Linked DNA regions of Mus musculus: region 1 is linked to region 2. A link is a contact called in public Hi-C data. All regions are on one chromosome and are shown on one strand. Each heading gives the region's core, a stretch centred on a gene start, on an enhancer-like site or on the middle of the called end of the contact. The rest is flanking DNA. Distances are from core to core; before and after follow the strand shown. Region 1 overlaps Ccdc172 (coiled-coil domain containing 172). Region 2 overlaps Atrnl1 (attractin like 1).

Region 1 (7,910 bases), core at 2,258-4,757, 490 kb after region 2:
TGTAAACTGTAAGGTGTTGTAAGGTGTTTTAAACTCCTGGAGGGGCAGCACCATGTCACCAAGGAAAGCAGGATGGCTTCATGCTGAGTTCTAACCCATCCAACCTCCCATCCTTCCACTGAGACAGTTCTGCCCTGGTGTCTAAGGCTTGGTCACCTCAGCTTCTAGCAGGCGTGAACCATGCTGACTACATCTAATCCCGAGCTTTCTACTACAGCCCACCATGATCTTAGAGCTGTAGGTGTTCAGGTTCTGTGAGAGCTCTGCCTGTAACTAAGGTAGAGATGAGAGCAGGGTTTGCTATAGTGTATCTTAATGGTTTAGAGGGTGTTATATACTCTTAAGCATTTGCTTGTTTAAACTGTTAGAATTATGTTTTGTTTCATAATTTCTACAAGAACTTTGGAAAACCTGAGTCAAAAATCCTCAGAATTATTGCTGTACTAAATTTAGGTAAATGTGTTATGGTCTCTTTAAAAAATGAGTGTAGGTTGGCTATGTAGCTGGGTAGTTGTACATTCATCTAGCATGTCCGTGACCCTGGGCTGAGAAACAGCACATCAGAGTGTGCTGTCCCTTAACAGATGCATGCACATCAGAATGTGCTGTCCCTTACAGATATGTCAGAGTGTGCTGTCCCTTACAAATGTGTGCACATCAGAGTGCACTGTCCCTTACAGATGTGTGCACAACAGAGTGTGCTGTCCCTTATAGATGTGTGCACATCAGAGTGCACTGTCCCTTACAGATGTGTCAGAGTGTGCTGTCCCTTACAAATGTGTGCACATCAGAGTGTGCTGTCCCTTACAGATGTGTGCACAACAGAGTACACTGTCCCTTATAGATGTGTCCACATCAGAGTGTTCTGTCCTTACAGATGTGTGCACATCAGAGTGCACTGTCCCTTACAGATGTGTGTGCACATCAGTGTGCTGTCCCTTACAGATGTGTGCACATTAGAGTGCTGTCCCTTACAGATGTATGCACATCAGAGTGTGCTGTCCCTTAAAGATGTGTGTCCACATCAGAGTGTGCTGTCCCTTACAGATGTGTGTGCACATCAGAGTGTGCTGTCCCTTACAGATGTGTGCACATCAGAGTGCACTGTCCCTTTCAGATGTGTATGCACATCAGAGTGTGCTGTCCCTTATAGATGTTTGCACATCAGAGTATGCTGTCCCTTACAGATGTGTTCTGCATGTTTACTTTTTAGGCACTGGCACCAAAGGATCCCCAGGACAGTAACTCCTTGAGTCATGAGCCACCCCACACTTGAGCATCAGAGAACCACACATGAGTGGAGCCTGTAGAGCTGATCTCTACGTGAACATGAGGATCAGGCAGTGCAGAGGAGTGATGACTCTATTGCATAATACATTTTATCTTGTTACCTAAGAGGTCCTTGTACAGTTTCTAAGGGGAGAGAAAGAAGAAGATACTAAACTCCAGATTTAAGTTGGTCTGTCCTTTCTGATCTGCCTGTCTCATTTTTTACTGTAGCTTACCTTACATCCTGTCAAACATACACAGAAAGAAGTGTTCAGATTATTGATTCAATTTTGTTGGTGCCATTTCTGCCAGGGAAGAGTGCTTACTTTGATTTTATTCTTTCTTCAATCATCAAATGTCTGTCAACAGCGATCATTTGAGGCCTTTCATTCCTGTGTGTGTCTACAGAACTTCACAGTGTGAGGCATCTCCAGGCAGCCATTCCCCACTGGTTCCTGTGCCCACCACTTCTTCTCCAAATGACAGCCTTGGTTGGGAATAAGGAAGTTCTTCAGTTGGTGGGCAGGGGGGCATGGAATGTCCAGCATTGTGCACTGTCCCGCTTCCAGATCGGGTATTTTCACTAGGATTGGAGCTGTTGTGTTTTCACTAGTGGTTCACTAGGATTGGAGCTGTTGTATTTTCACTAGTGTTTTGCTAGGATTGGAGCTGTTTAGTCAGGGCCTAGACGAGGCTAGGTGGGAGGATCTTGTGTCAGAATTGTTAAGTTTTGATGTTGGAGCCATGTTCCTTTGAATTTGTTTAGTGAGCTGCCTCACATGACCAGTTCAGAAATGTCTCAGATCCATTTGGGTTAAAGTAGAGTGCCAAGGCTTTAATTTCAGAGCAAGTATTACTTTGCCACAACTATTTTTGTAATTGTTGTTGTATATTCTTAGTTTTGAAAAAAAAAATGGGAAACTTGCATTTATGGGCCAAGGCACTAGAATCTTAGGTCTGTGACTATTATATAATGTTAATGAGCTGAGAGTATCTAAGTACACACATCTTTCCACTCAGCCATTTGTGCACATGGCTGGGTCTAGAATGAAACTCTGGTGTGGACTGTGGGTGCCCTGTTGTGCACGCATACAGAATACCACCACTTATATGACTGTCATCTGCTAGCGTGCCGTATGGACCTGTAGGTAGAAATTTAGTGACAGCAGCAGGAACAGTGTGAGCTGAGCATGGGAGAAGGACTGAGACTTGGTGTTTCTACTATTTAAAATGAAAGAAATAACTCAAGATTTAAGCCACTGTTCACGTCATCAAAGGTATGATGTGCACTGTGTGGGAGAGCCACACAGTACTAACCATGTGACTGGCTGTGTTTACGGGACAGGTTCTGTGAAGAGGAGGAAACAGCAGGTAGCAGCCATGGGTTAAAACCGAGCTGTTCCCACTGGCTTGGGTCTTCAGTTGTTGCTTTCTTCTCCTTCCCCGTGTGTGTCAGTCATAAAACTCTTGGAAGGACAATGAACTGAAATTGTGTGCATATAAATACGTCACAGACTGAATTTAATTACTCTGGAAGTGAGACAGCGTCTATAGAGAGAGACAGTTTGTGAGCAAGTGAGTAGTACATAAATTCATTCAATTGGTTGTGCATTTAGTCATGAGCAGAGTGCCACTAACCCATGTGATCCCAACGCCACGCCTGCACAGCCTGCCATGCCGTCGTGGATCTTTAATGCCACCCTACTTCTTTTCAAAAAGCAATTTCTAATTTTTACCTCTATTGGAGACTATTAGAATGCATAGCTTGGTACATATTCTCTTGTTGACTAATGAAGCCACTTGGCTAGAGAAAAAATAGCAGTAAAATCATAGGATGTGGAGTAAACCCTAGTGGAGACTCCATCCTCTTCTTAGACCTTACTGTTGATAGGTGGGGCAATGCCAGACATGGCTGCCTCCCCAGTGGTTTGTTCAGAATAAATTGTTTTTGGTAAAAGATAAAGAGCATTTGCCTGCCTGCCTGCCTGCCTGCCTGCCTGCCTGCCTGCCTGCCTGCCTGCCTGGCTTTTCTTGGAACTTGTACAACTAGGATGAGATTTTAAAAGCCTAAAAGAAGGTTGGGGTTATTGCATTATAATCAATTAGGACCAGGAAACAGACTGAGGTGGGGTTGGTCCCTCCTGTGGAATGGGAGCTCTGCTGTGAATGACCCATGGAGTCTCTTACCAGATGGGCATGCTGGGTGCTTACAGATGGACAGACAGCACACACTGGCCCAGCCCCTTCTCAGCTTTGGCTGAGGACAAAGTCCTTTTCTATTTTGCAGTGATCAATCATAACTAACTACGTCACACTGTGATGAACAATTTGTTTATTTGCAGTCCAGAAACCATGATTGCAGTTCAGGAGCGTGATCAGCAATGAAGGAGACACTTGGGGGGGTTGAGGGGGGAGGCAAGGAGGGTAAGATGCTCTGTCTTAAATGTCTATTGTGGTATAAATTTGAACTGTGACATTGGTCAGCACCTAGCGAACCTTCAGCACTCAGAGTTGGTCTATTTTAGGTGGGCTTCCATGCTTGCTTGTTCTGCCTCTCTTCTGTCTTTGTCATTTGAAAAAAAAAAATGTAAGTTCGACTCTCAGAATCCAGTTCAGAACATTTCCTGTCAAGGGCATTTTTTTTTTTTTTCAGGATGTGAACTAAAAGTGAAAAATATCTCATGTCATTAGCCTGGAGCAGGGATTAAGTTGTAGAGGTGTGTGCCCCTTTTATCTTAATACAACAGGTTTTGTTTTATTTTATTTTATTTTTAATGTAAGAATGAAGCAGAGTTATCTCTGAAAACATTTGAGGTAGGAATGCAGAGTTAGCTGACTTTGTACTTTGTAAATATTGTATTTTAAAGTTACATGGCCTGTTTTGGCTTCATCTAAGAGTCAAATGATCGTACTGGAGATTCAGCTTCATTTTCTTATTAATTCACTCAGGATATGAGATAAATAATACTGACACGACACTGACTAATAATCCATGAAGGATGTTGTATTAGGCCCCCTCCCCCATACAGGAGAAGGAAGATTTACTATTGGTTGTTGGTGGAGGCTCCTGTTTATTAAACATGAGGACAACCTGCACAAGGTAGCGCGTGTTAGGAGAGCTGGCTTTCTTTGACTGGAAGAAGAAGGAACACACAGCAAAGACAGGCTGGCCTGGTTGTGGAGTGTGCTCCCAGCTGCTGCCATGGGAAGTACCGAGCTGTTGGAATTGAGTGCTTATTTAAACAACTGCTTCTAATACATAGCAAATTTATCTTTAAAAAGCCTTTATAAAATCAACAGCACCAGAATTCAGATGTTGGGGAAAATAAAGAGCAAGTGAAATGTGAAATTAATAGCGATGACTGACATAGAGCCATTCTCAGGCACAGGAAGCAGGAGAAATGCTTTTGTTTTTCTCTTTACAGCCAGAAGAGCTCCACTCCTCTCATAATTCTAAGTTCATTATTTTCATACTTGTAATAAATTGCCATCCTAATTAGTTGGTAAATAAAGTCTTGTTCAAATAAAACCCTCTTAATCTCCATCTAATAGATGCAAATACAACACTAATGAGTACTTCTGGATCCAGCTTTGTGGTTGCTAAAGCCACCATTGTACTGCCATTGTTGGAACAGTTTCTGTGGGTGTTGGATAAGAAGCCCCTACAGTGTGAGCTAAGGGGGTGGGGCACAGGGCCAGTGCTGTAGAAGTTCTAAATCCAGCACCAGTCAAAGTTTGCAGAGCATGGAGATTATATTCCCAGGAGCATCTTTAACCAGAGGCATCAGCAGGCTTTAGAGTGCCCAGGTGCATGGCAAGCGTCTTCACAGGCTTTGCAGAAAGGGTTGAGGCCTGAGTTAACGGTCTTATTAGTGTGAGGTCACCAAGAGCTATAGTAGGCTCTTTATTTACACTTCAGTTGCTCAGACTCCAGTGATAACACCTCAAAGAGTATTGGTTTTGAATTTTTGCTTGGAATTAAAAATCTACACAACAGCCATTGTCAGAGAGATTTGAAAATTATTTAGATAAGCCTTTGATTCTAGAAATCATGGAATTAGTCACGATCAGCAAATAGGAGTTTCACATAACTGAGACTGTCTTCTTCTTGTCCCAGATAAGAAAGGGTCCTCAGTACAGAGCAGGCTGGAATGCTTACGAGAATTTGACCTGAGAATCTCTTGGAAACAATACCTACCCATCCTTCTTTGTTAGCCTTTGTACAGATGTGTGTGTTAGCATTGCCGTGTGGTCACTGATATGTCCCAAGGGATGGTAACGTCCGTGCGGGAGGTCCTCACCCTTGCCAGTCTGCTAAGGCAGGAGTGCAGACTCACACACCTTCCAGAAGGGATGCATGCAGAAGAATCAGCTGACCTCACTGAAGCGTCCCTGCTTAGTCCAGCTTCCCCACTTACATTCTGCTCTCTGTCTGTCTTGCAAGCCTCGCCCATCCTAGCTCCAGGCCTGCCCTACTCCTCTTTGCATCCTCTTCTTCAGCTTCATGGGCTGGCTCTGTGTTCTCCAAATTGAACCAACCTGTTCTGGCCTTGGGGACACCTCATGAGCTGTTCTGTGCTTGGAGTGCTTCCCATCACCCATCCCTGTTCGGCACCAACTTCTGTCAGTCAAGTGTCAGATGATATATCACCCCACAGGGATGGCTTCCTTCAGACAGTCTTACATTTCTGTATAGTTGTTATGGCTGAAACTCCTGCTATAGATGCCTGTGCTCTGGGCTTGGAAGATGGTGGACCGTAGGTGGTGAAGCCTTTCTAGAGAAAGTAGATCCGTGGGAGATGATTATGAAGTTTAAACTTTGATCCTGTCTCTTGTCTCCCTCCTTCTGCCCTAATGTTTAGCCGTACCTCAGACCCAAAGTGATGGATCCATCCGTGAATTGCAGATACTGCACGTAGCCTCTCAGAAGCTATAACATAACATAACACCTTCACTAAACTCCCATCCTTGTGTCCAATCCCAATGGCTTTCTCACTTTTCTTTTCTGTTATTATCATTCAACCCTGAGTTTTATGAGGGCCACTGCCTTGCACTCCATTTTCCTCTCAGGACACAGCCATGTCTGCCTGGCACAATATGTGTTGAATATGATTTGAATTAGTTCTTTATTTCATCGATATATATTAAAATAAATTGATTCTCTAGTTAACTCGAGTTCATTCATTAATGACTTTCGTGGTTGAATTACTCCATCTTCCTAGTTCTCATTAATCCTGAACCCGATTACTTCACTGGAAAGCAGGTAATGATAATCCTTGATAATTCCAGAACTTCTCTGTGTAGAACAGTCTATAAAATGAACTATGAGAAAATAATGATCCCGCATCCCATCATGGAAGAAGTTTGTAAGCCTCTCAGTGGTCACTTAGAGCTCTCCATTATCAAGCTGTTGATTGACACATAATGGTTATGAACGCCTGCTTCCACCAGATGCTAGACTGGAAAGTGAACCTTGCATGCTGCTTGCGAGCTGTGAATGTGCACGCGAGTCCCTTAAAAGCATTGTTTCTCTGTGGTAATAGGAAATTTCAAAATGTATTTGCTTCTGTGGGTTGGTTCAATCTTTCTGATCTGCAATACAGTTTTAACAATTGTGTTTTCAAGTTAGCACCATATTTAGATAAATATATGAGCGCCACCTGCTGGAATTCTCTAGTACCACATTAAGCAGAATGGTTCAACAAAATTGGTGGGATTGGTTTGGGGGCTCAAGTTTGGGCAAGACTGGCTCAGGAGGAATGATGGTTTCTGCTTGTAATCCTGGCCTTCTGCAGCTGGGGGCAAGAGGAGCAGGGCGACATATTGAAAGCCCTGTCTCTAACAAAACAAAACAACCTTTTCTTCTTTCCTTTCCACAGCTTTTTCCAAATATAAATTTTGTATCTCTGTGTAATTTATATTTTCTCAACATTATACAATTTGAATATATCTAAAACTTTTTTTTTATTTTTTTCAAGACAGGGTTTCTCTGTGTAGCCTTGGCTGTCCTGGAACTCATTGTGTAGACCAGGCTGTCCTCGAACTCAGAAATCTGCCTGCCTCTGCCTCCCAATTCCTGGGATTAAAGACGTGCGCCACCATACCTGGCTATTTTTAAAATTAATACATTATACTTTTTCCACCTTTGCTAACCTCAAAGGAGCTTAATTAATAAATTTCCTCACTTTTAGCTGACAACATTCTCTTATTTGGTGTTTGTTATTAGTTCTCAAACATTTATTCATGAATTTTTGACTCATCAAATACAGTCAGTCTATGCAAGGTCTGTCATGGCTGTGGCATGTCCCTGTTGAGGTGACCAGAACAGTGGATACCCATCATTGGGTCGGGGAGGAAGTGTCCCCTGTTGACCCGTTGGAGCTCCCTGGTGAGTGGTGGTGCTCTGGAGGTTGTGGGAACCTCGGGAGACAGGACAAAGCTGGCAGCTATCAGTCACTAGAGGCATTTGCTATTTTTACTTGTTTTCTGCTACTATGATAAAACCCTGGCCAAGCCAGTGGGGAGGGAACGGTTTACCTGGCTTGAAGCCTATGTTCCATCAGAAAGGGATACCAAGCCAAGAAGAACCAGGACCCATGAGAAGCCAACCCATTGGTTAAGATGTTGACTGCTTTTATTTA
Region 2 (6,856 bases), core at 4,144-6,643:
GGACCATGGCATTTCTATTCCTTCAGAAATGCCCCTAACATTAGGAAAGAAGTGGCTTGCTTAGCCACCAATATTAAAAGAAATCTAATACTGCATTCTGGCCATAGTGAGAAGCTTCCTACGTTAACACTTAAAACCATAGAACCTTCCCATAAATCACAGCCCAGAAACAAGGGTGGCCACCCACTGAAGGGTCATTTACCTTCTAAGCACCTCTTAAGCCTTCAGCCTTTGTCCTGGGTTCACCTAGACAAGTCTCCCCTGGAGGGTGAGGTTGTTGGTGCGCATCCAGAATTTAGCCTTTCTGGTGACAGACATCACATTCTACCGAATGTTCCTAACAAATAGTTTGGTGACTTGGACACCAAGAAGCTATCTGAACAAACAGGAAACACTTGACCGGCAGAAGTGGCCTTGGACCTCAGTGTCTGTAAAGTCTAGGCTTTTTTTGTGGATAAATGAAATTCATAATCTTCCAAGGGGCTTTAATTGAATATTTGGAAGTCTGTATGAAAATAATCAACTAAGTCAGAGTAAACACAGCTAGACTAAACAGTGTACGTCTTCAAAGGGAGCAGCCTAATTAAAAAGATGTATTGTCCTTCCTGGATGCAGCCGTCCGTGCTGTTTTTAGTATTGTGCCATTGGGAAATACAACTGTTTCTGAGCAAATAATTTAAACTCCCATGCTGGGGCTTAAGTGTGGTTCCCCTCCCCTTTCTCTTCGTGCTTGTTCAGGGATAAAGCCTTGCGAATTCTTCAGGCACCAATCAGATTTATCATCCTGTGCCTTTTGATGACATCCATCTGTTTATCTGAGAAGCCATTAAAGACTTATTGAGTTACAGAGTATGGAGAAAATTGGCTTATCATCTATGGTTAAATCCAATCCTTGCATCTGCCATCTTCTCAGCATATGTGGTATATTCTGAAATTACCCTGACTTGCAGACCCGCAGTACAAGCATACATTCACTTCATAGCCTTTTTCATGCCGTTTCTGGAGAATTTCTAATGCATGAGCAATTTGTAGTCCTGGAAAATGTTGACAGAGAGATGTCAGTGCTTTCTCTTGTTAAAAGTTCAAAACCTAATAGGGACTGCGTCAGCTTGTAAGGCGAATTCGGAAATGGGCGCTGCTCAGTCCTGAGGCTTGTTAGGATTTAGACAAGCTCGCTCAATGCAAAATTCAACTCTAAGGTCACAAAAGGTAGAACTGTGTTAATCTGAAGATAAAGATACATTCATATCAAGTCAGGATTCAAACAGACAAAGTGATAGCTCATCACAAACGGAGTTAAATAAACACCGGCAGGGAAGCCGATAAGACAGAGCAGCCAGTGTTGCTGGGGATGGCTAGCCAGGACTTCAGGGCTTATCTCACTAGTGGAGCAGCCTGAGATGCTAAAAGTCCTGTTTCCTGAGCTGGCCGAGGAAGCAATGCCTGTGGGTCAAGAACTAATTGAAATAAAGTGAATATTCGCAGTTTCCTGTAGATATTGTTACATCCTGACTGCAGGAACCCCGAGGAAGCAACAGTAAATCAGCAGCTACTTCACTCTGCCAACTTTTCACGAGTTTGTCAGATAAATAGTGACACACCAACACTTCCTCCGTTTACATATGTAAATCAGGCTGGTTGGTTTGCATATGTAAATCAGGCTGGACTTCTGGGGAGCCTAGACTTTGTGGGAGTTTTCAGGTTACACCATAGCTGCTCCTCCCTGAAGGCTAGCCGTGAACGCTGTTTATCAGCCATTTAAAGAATATCCTTCTGCTCGAATTTAACTGTGTGCTCTCATAGCTTTCCTCTGTGGACGATAAGTACCCTGAGATAGGAGACAATACCCATAGAACAGCGAGCGTAATCAACTGAAGCCTGCATTCCTGTTACGGCTGGCTTCAGAATGGTATTCCTTCATCTTGCTTGGCTGTAACCTTCACACAGCCTTGGTGTGCACTGTCAGCAAGCGTGCTGTTTTGTAAGTCATGGGCAATGCCACACAATCAGAGAAAGCCACTGCCAAGGCAAGATGTAGACCCCAAAGCACCAGAGAGTAGGAGAGTCTCCTGGGTGTGTTTTTAAATTCCTCTGCAAGATAAATGTGAACAGGGTTGAAAACAAGCCAAGCCCTCCTTTGCGGTCGGGAGTCACAAGATCCGTGATTTGAGAACTATGCTCTTTCTTCCAGTACCACCCACACCCACCCACCAACCACACCCTCTCATGTGCCAGCCCTGAGATTCTATGAGGAACCAACTTACTCCTTTTATTCAGGCTTCATTTTGACAAGTCGGTAAATACTGTTTCTTAGACGTGTGCCCTGGGATGGCTTCTGACATTTTGTTGATCAGAGTTTGGCCTGTGATCCACTCTGCTAAGCATTATGAGTTTTTGTTATCTGTGGCCCTCACTTCTCAGTGGTTACTGGCCCCCACGGACAAGGGGAGCAAGAGGGAGGTAGGGGGATCGGCTTCAGCGAGACAACTCAACCTTATTTGGGGTGAACAAGGGCCATACAGATCTTGGGGAGTGGGTGGGAATTTCCAGGGTGGATATACATTATTGGCTAGGGTGGAAATGGTTATCAGGAGAGAGGAAGATGAAACTGTAATCTGATCATAGGCTAAGTGACTTTCTTCAGATTTTTGGGGGGGGGGGCTGGGGTGGGAGTGGCTACAGGAGGGAAGGGCTGATTGGTCATGACACACTACCTAATTATCATACTTGGGAAGGGCTTAGCAGGACTTCTGTGCTGAATCATGCAGCTTGTGCAGGAAGCTCTGTACAGGGTCATCTTCTAGATAAGGTCAGACATCCGTGCTCAGAGATGCTCTCCAAGTAAGGTCAGGCAAGGAAGAGGAAGCCCCTCTAAGCAAGGGAGTCCTCCATTTTGTGCAGATCTCAGAGAGCTTATTCGGGCAGCATAATAGCAGGATCAAAACATCTGATGGGTGGGCACACACAGAAATATGCAAACATTTAATTTAATGATTGTGTTCATTTTAGTTTTATTTAAGAAAAAATATTAAAGGATTTTCAGTAATTTCATGATCAGTTAAGGGTACTAAGTCAGATGCAGAGAGCTTCAAGGCTGGCTAATAATACACCTCACTTCTGTGGACCACGGGGAGTTACTAGAGCAACAGTGTCAGAGGATAAAATGGAACAATGTAACATTGCCCCAAGGCGGGCATCCCACAGTTCTTCCAGTCTTCCTGTCTGCGTCCTCTGTGCCAACTCAGCGCCACACTGCTCCGGTAGAAGCTAAAGCTCTCTCCCACTGTGACTTCAGACGATCTGTTGATCGGCTGTGATTCACCATGTTGATGACACCCTCCCAGCAGAGTCGGAGGGCAGAAGAACCTTGCTGTTGTGGGCTGAGCATTTCCAAGCTTACAGGGACTGTCCTATTGAAAACTTATATTCCCATATCCTTCAACTTTGGGAGAGCCTGTCTCATGCAAGGAGGCTCTCTTTCCCTAGTGTCCTCCAGCCTTTGTCTTTCTTGAGTGCCATTTGGTACTGACTAGAGAAATTGGGAATATGGTGATTATCCTTAAACACATCTCCGAGAGAGCATTTCCCAAATATCAGGCACTGTTGAAGGAGGAAATCAGCCATCAACACACTTCAGGAGCACAGAGGAAATGCTGATAATACTTCTTCTATGAAGGAAAGTGCAATCCCTCCTGTAGACCGTAAATAACTCAATCTCCCGTATCTACGGAGGATAAAAACATTGATGCGAAAGGAAGAGCAGAACATGGGGCTCCTTTTTTCTTTTTCTTTTTTCTTTTTGAACTCATATTCCAGACTTGTGCAGCCTCTGAGCAGAGCATCCTGTGAATGAGAAAAGATACAGAGATACTGAGAAAGCCTTCACTGCCAGGGTTTTGATTTAATCCAATGTGAACTAAGAAAGATATTATGGATTTCGAGCTGTGACACGATATTAAAATTTAGTTTTAAGAAACTAAATTTTGCTTCCTATCCATAGAAGAAAAAAGACGGCAGGGATCAGTTATGACAAGCGCAGAGCGATCTCAGAGACTAAGGTTCTAAGACACAAAGAGGATCTTGAGCGATCTCAGAGAGTAAGGTTCTAAGACACAAAGAGGATCTCAAGGGTTTGCAGAAGGGATTATCAGGAAGTGTGTGACAGAACCAAATAAAGGTTACTAGTAATGCCTCTTATCCCCCGCCTCAGACACTGCCTATGTGCTCCTAACAAGGTTTATTAATAGCAAGGTATTCTTAAAATGGATTTATAGTATACCAGGGAGTTACTGCCAGTGGAGGCCAGAAAAGGATATCAGATCCCTTGGAACTGGAGTTACACAAGACTGTGAGTCGCTCTATGTACATGTGCTGAAAATCAAACCCAGGTCCTCTGGAAGGGCATTCCAGCACTCTTAACAACTGAGTCATCTCTCCAGCCACTGACAGCAAAGTTCTTACTATAGCTTGACTTGAGAACTCTTTTCTAGTTGAATTTTTTGGTTGTGGTTTATATTTTGAGATGGGGTCTTATCATGCAGCCTTGGCTGGCCTGGAACTCACTATGTAGTCCAGGCTGGCTTCAGAGTCACAGGGATCCACCTGTCTAGGCCACCGTACTGCTAGGAATAAGGGTGTGTGCCACTGTGTGCAGCCCCAGTTGAAAAACTGAGTGATCTGCTAGGATTGCCCTGAAGATCAGCACTGGGCATTAACTTATTCTGGGGGATGAGTCTAGGATCATGTTCAGGATCATGTTTTCCAAAAGAAATCACAAACCAAGATGTAAGTCCCGAAGAAGGAAACCGTATAAAACAATGGTAAAGAGTTGGTGATCTAAGCAGAGCTCATTCATGCACCAAGATGGGTGAAGCATATGTGCTTGTACTAAAGGTTTGCTTAGAACATTTTCTTCATTCATACATAGTCAGCACCAACTGTGTACTGCTGACCAGTGTACAAAGCTGCCTGGACTTGTCCTTTCAGAGGTTAGGGCCCTGTGCAAAAATTTTGAAGTTCAACCAGAAATTAACCAGGCTAAGACTATATTGAAGATATTGTCCAAGGAGTCGGGCAGAGATTATAAGACACTGGGATTGGTTGATGGCATTCCAGAGACATGGTAGGATCTGGACCTCAAGTCTCTTGAGTTCCTTGGCAAAACTGATTCCCTACGTCGCTAGCCTGGACAATATCAGTCTCTTAAGCCTTGAGGGCTTCAGTAGGAAGAGATCCAGTGAGAGAGACAGTTTAGAAGAGCCAGCACTGAGCATCTTGCAGTTGGGAGTGAGAATTTGGCAAACATTTTCAGAAAGGGTTGAAATGAAAGCAGATTCAAGTGTCACGTGTTCTCTGAACCCAGGGTGTGTAAGGTCAGAAAGGAGAAAACACCAGAAGGTCAGAGCTTTGGCCCTTCAATAGGAGGAGTATGGATCACTTACTCCCTGGGCGTTTTACCCTGGGGAAATACAGCTTTTCTCAGGTTTAATTTTTAACTTGCATAATAGGAAATAGACCACCTACCTCTTGGGAAAGAGTCAGAGGAGATGGTGTCTTTAGAGTGTTTAATATACCTGACAGACAGTATGTGCTCATCCCTCGAATGCTGTATTCTGCTTTGATCATACTTATCCGGGCAGTAGATACCAGAATACCCACATTCCCAGTGAATTCCCAGTCCCATAACTACCACTTCCTGTGCTGTTCAGAAGCTCAGGCCTCTTCTGATGTTTGCTCAGTTTGTGTTTTTCACAGTTACAAGTTCTCTGAAGTGAAACCTCCATATTGGTAAGATAAGGAGACTGCTCTGGAGACAGAGAAATTTGATGAATGAATGCATACTGCAGAGTCAAAGAGATCTGACAGTGATATGCACAATTAATTAATTGCTAAGATAATGTGCACTTGGAATAATTTTAAAGTGTTTTTTTTTTGTAATTTGCGTTTTTAAGTGATAGTAAATTAAATTCTAGCCTTTGCTCTGAGTGTTCTTTTAGCCATAAGTCTACTGTGTTTTAATTAGAAAACTCTCTGACAGTTCCAGGAAAGGAAACATTTTTTTCTCTGTTTAAAACATTTCTACCACTTCAGCTAAACAATTTATCCAGAATGATTTTTTTTTCTTTAAAAGGAATAGTAGACAATTAGAAAGAGAGTACAGTAAATTGTCTGCCTTGTGGATCTGAGCCAAGAGGCATACAACTTCTGTGCTCTATAAGCAATTGCAAACTGAAAAGAGAGTAACTGGTGTGTCATAATAGACTGCTCTGAGAAGCCATCACTGTAGAATGTATTTCCGGCTCTTAGAAGCCCAAGAACAAAATAGAGAAGAGAGGATCTATGTGATTGTAGCTAAGACTCAAGTTACACTGGACATCACTTTCAGTAGACGGAAGTCATTGTTGCTGTAACTAGGAATGGAGACAGCACTCTGTTACAATATAGCCTACCCCAACCCCAGAAAATCTGTAGCCAATACACATGGGCAGAGATGAGGCAGTCTGTTAACCTCCCTGAGTCTGACTAAAGAGATGGCTGTAGAAATCATACTGAGAAGACTGTAGATCTTAGACCAAAGGCATTTAAGTGATAGGGGCTGGAGAGATGGCTCAGTGGTTAAGAGCACTGTCTCCTCTTCCAGAGGTCCTGAGGTCAATTCCCAACAACTGAATGGTAGTTCATAACCATCTGTAATTGGATCCAATGCCTTCTTCTGCTGTGTCAGCAACAGAATGCTCATACAACATTAAATAAATAAATCTTTTTTTTATTTATTAATTTTATTTGTCATTCATTTTTTACACTCCATATTCCATTCCCTGCCCCTCCCCATCTACCGTCCAACTGCTCCACATCC

What was found. A called contact is a pair of places that touch in the nucleus more often than the background predicts.
Region 1: a Hi-C map of liver shows a contact between it and region 2, with 2.7 times the contacts expected there. The contact joins two enhancer-like sites. A contact is called at or near these places in 3 of 15 datasets of contacts at CTCF or cohesin (the NIH/3T3 cell line, large pre-B cells and pro-B cells), 29 of 484 Hi-C or Micro-C datasets (B cells, CD4 T cells, DN3 thymocytes and 22 more), 7 of 115 datasets of contacts at active chromatin or transcription factors (bone marrow-derived dendritic cells, embryonic fibroblasts, embryonic stem cells and 3 more) and 1 of 9 other capture datasets (embryonic stem cells).

The regions. Positions count from the first base shown.
Region 1 is chr19:58,551,639-58,559,548 of GRCm38.p6, forward strand. It overlaps Ccdc172 (coiled-coil domain containing 172), which reads left to right. Exons shown (of 9, transcript NM_029372.3): 9 at 1,214-1,466. The coding sequence ends at 1,276. Among named protein-coding and RNA genes, the nearest start is that of Ccdc172, 44 kb to the left of the region's middle. Within about 2 kb of position 3,508, at least 3 of the 459 cell types and tissues checked have an H3K27ac peak or open chromatin away from gene starts, as enhancers often do. A contact at or near this core is called in liver, where this site is marked.
Region 2 is chr19:58,062,933-58,069,788 of GRCm38.p6, forward strand. The region is part of intron 28 of Atrnl1 (attractin like 1); the gene reads left to right. Among named protein-coding and RNA genes, the nearest start is that of Mir5623, 15 kb to the left of the region's middle. Within about 2 kb of position 5,394, at least 8 of the 459 cell types and tissues checked have an H3K27ac peak or open chromatin away from gene starts, as enhancers often do. A contact at or near this core is called in liver, where this site is marked.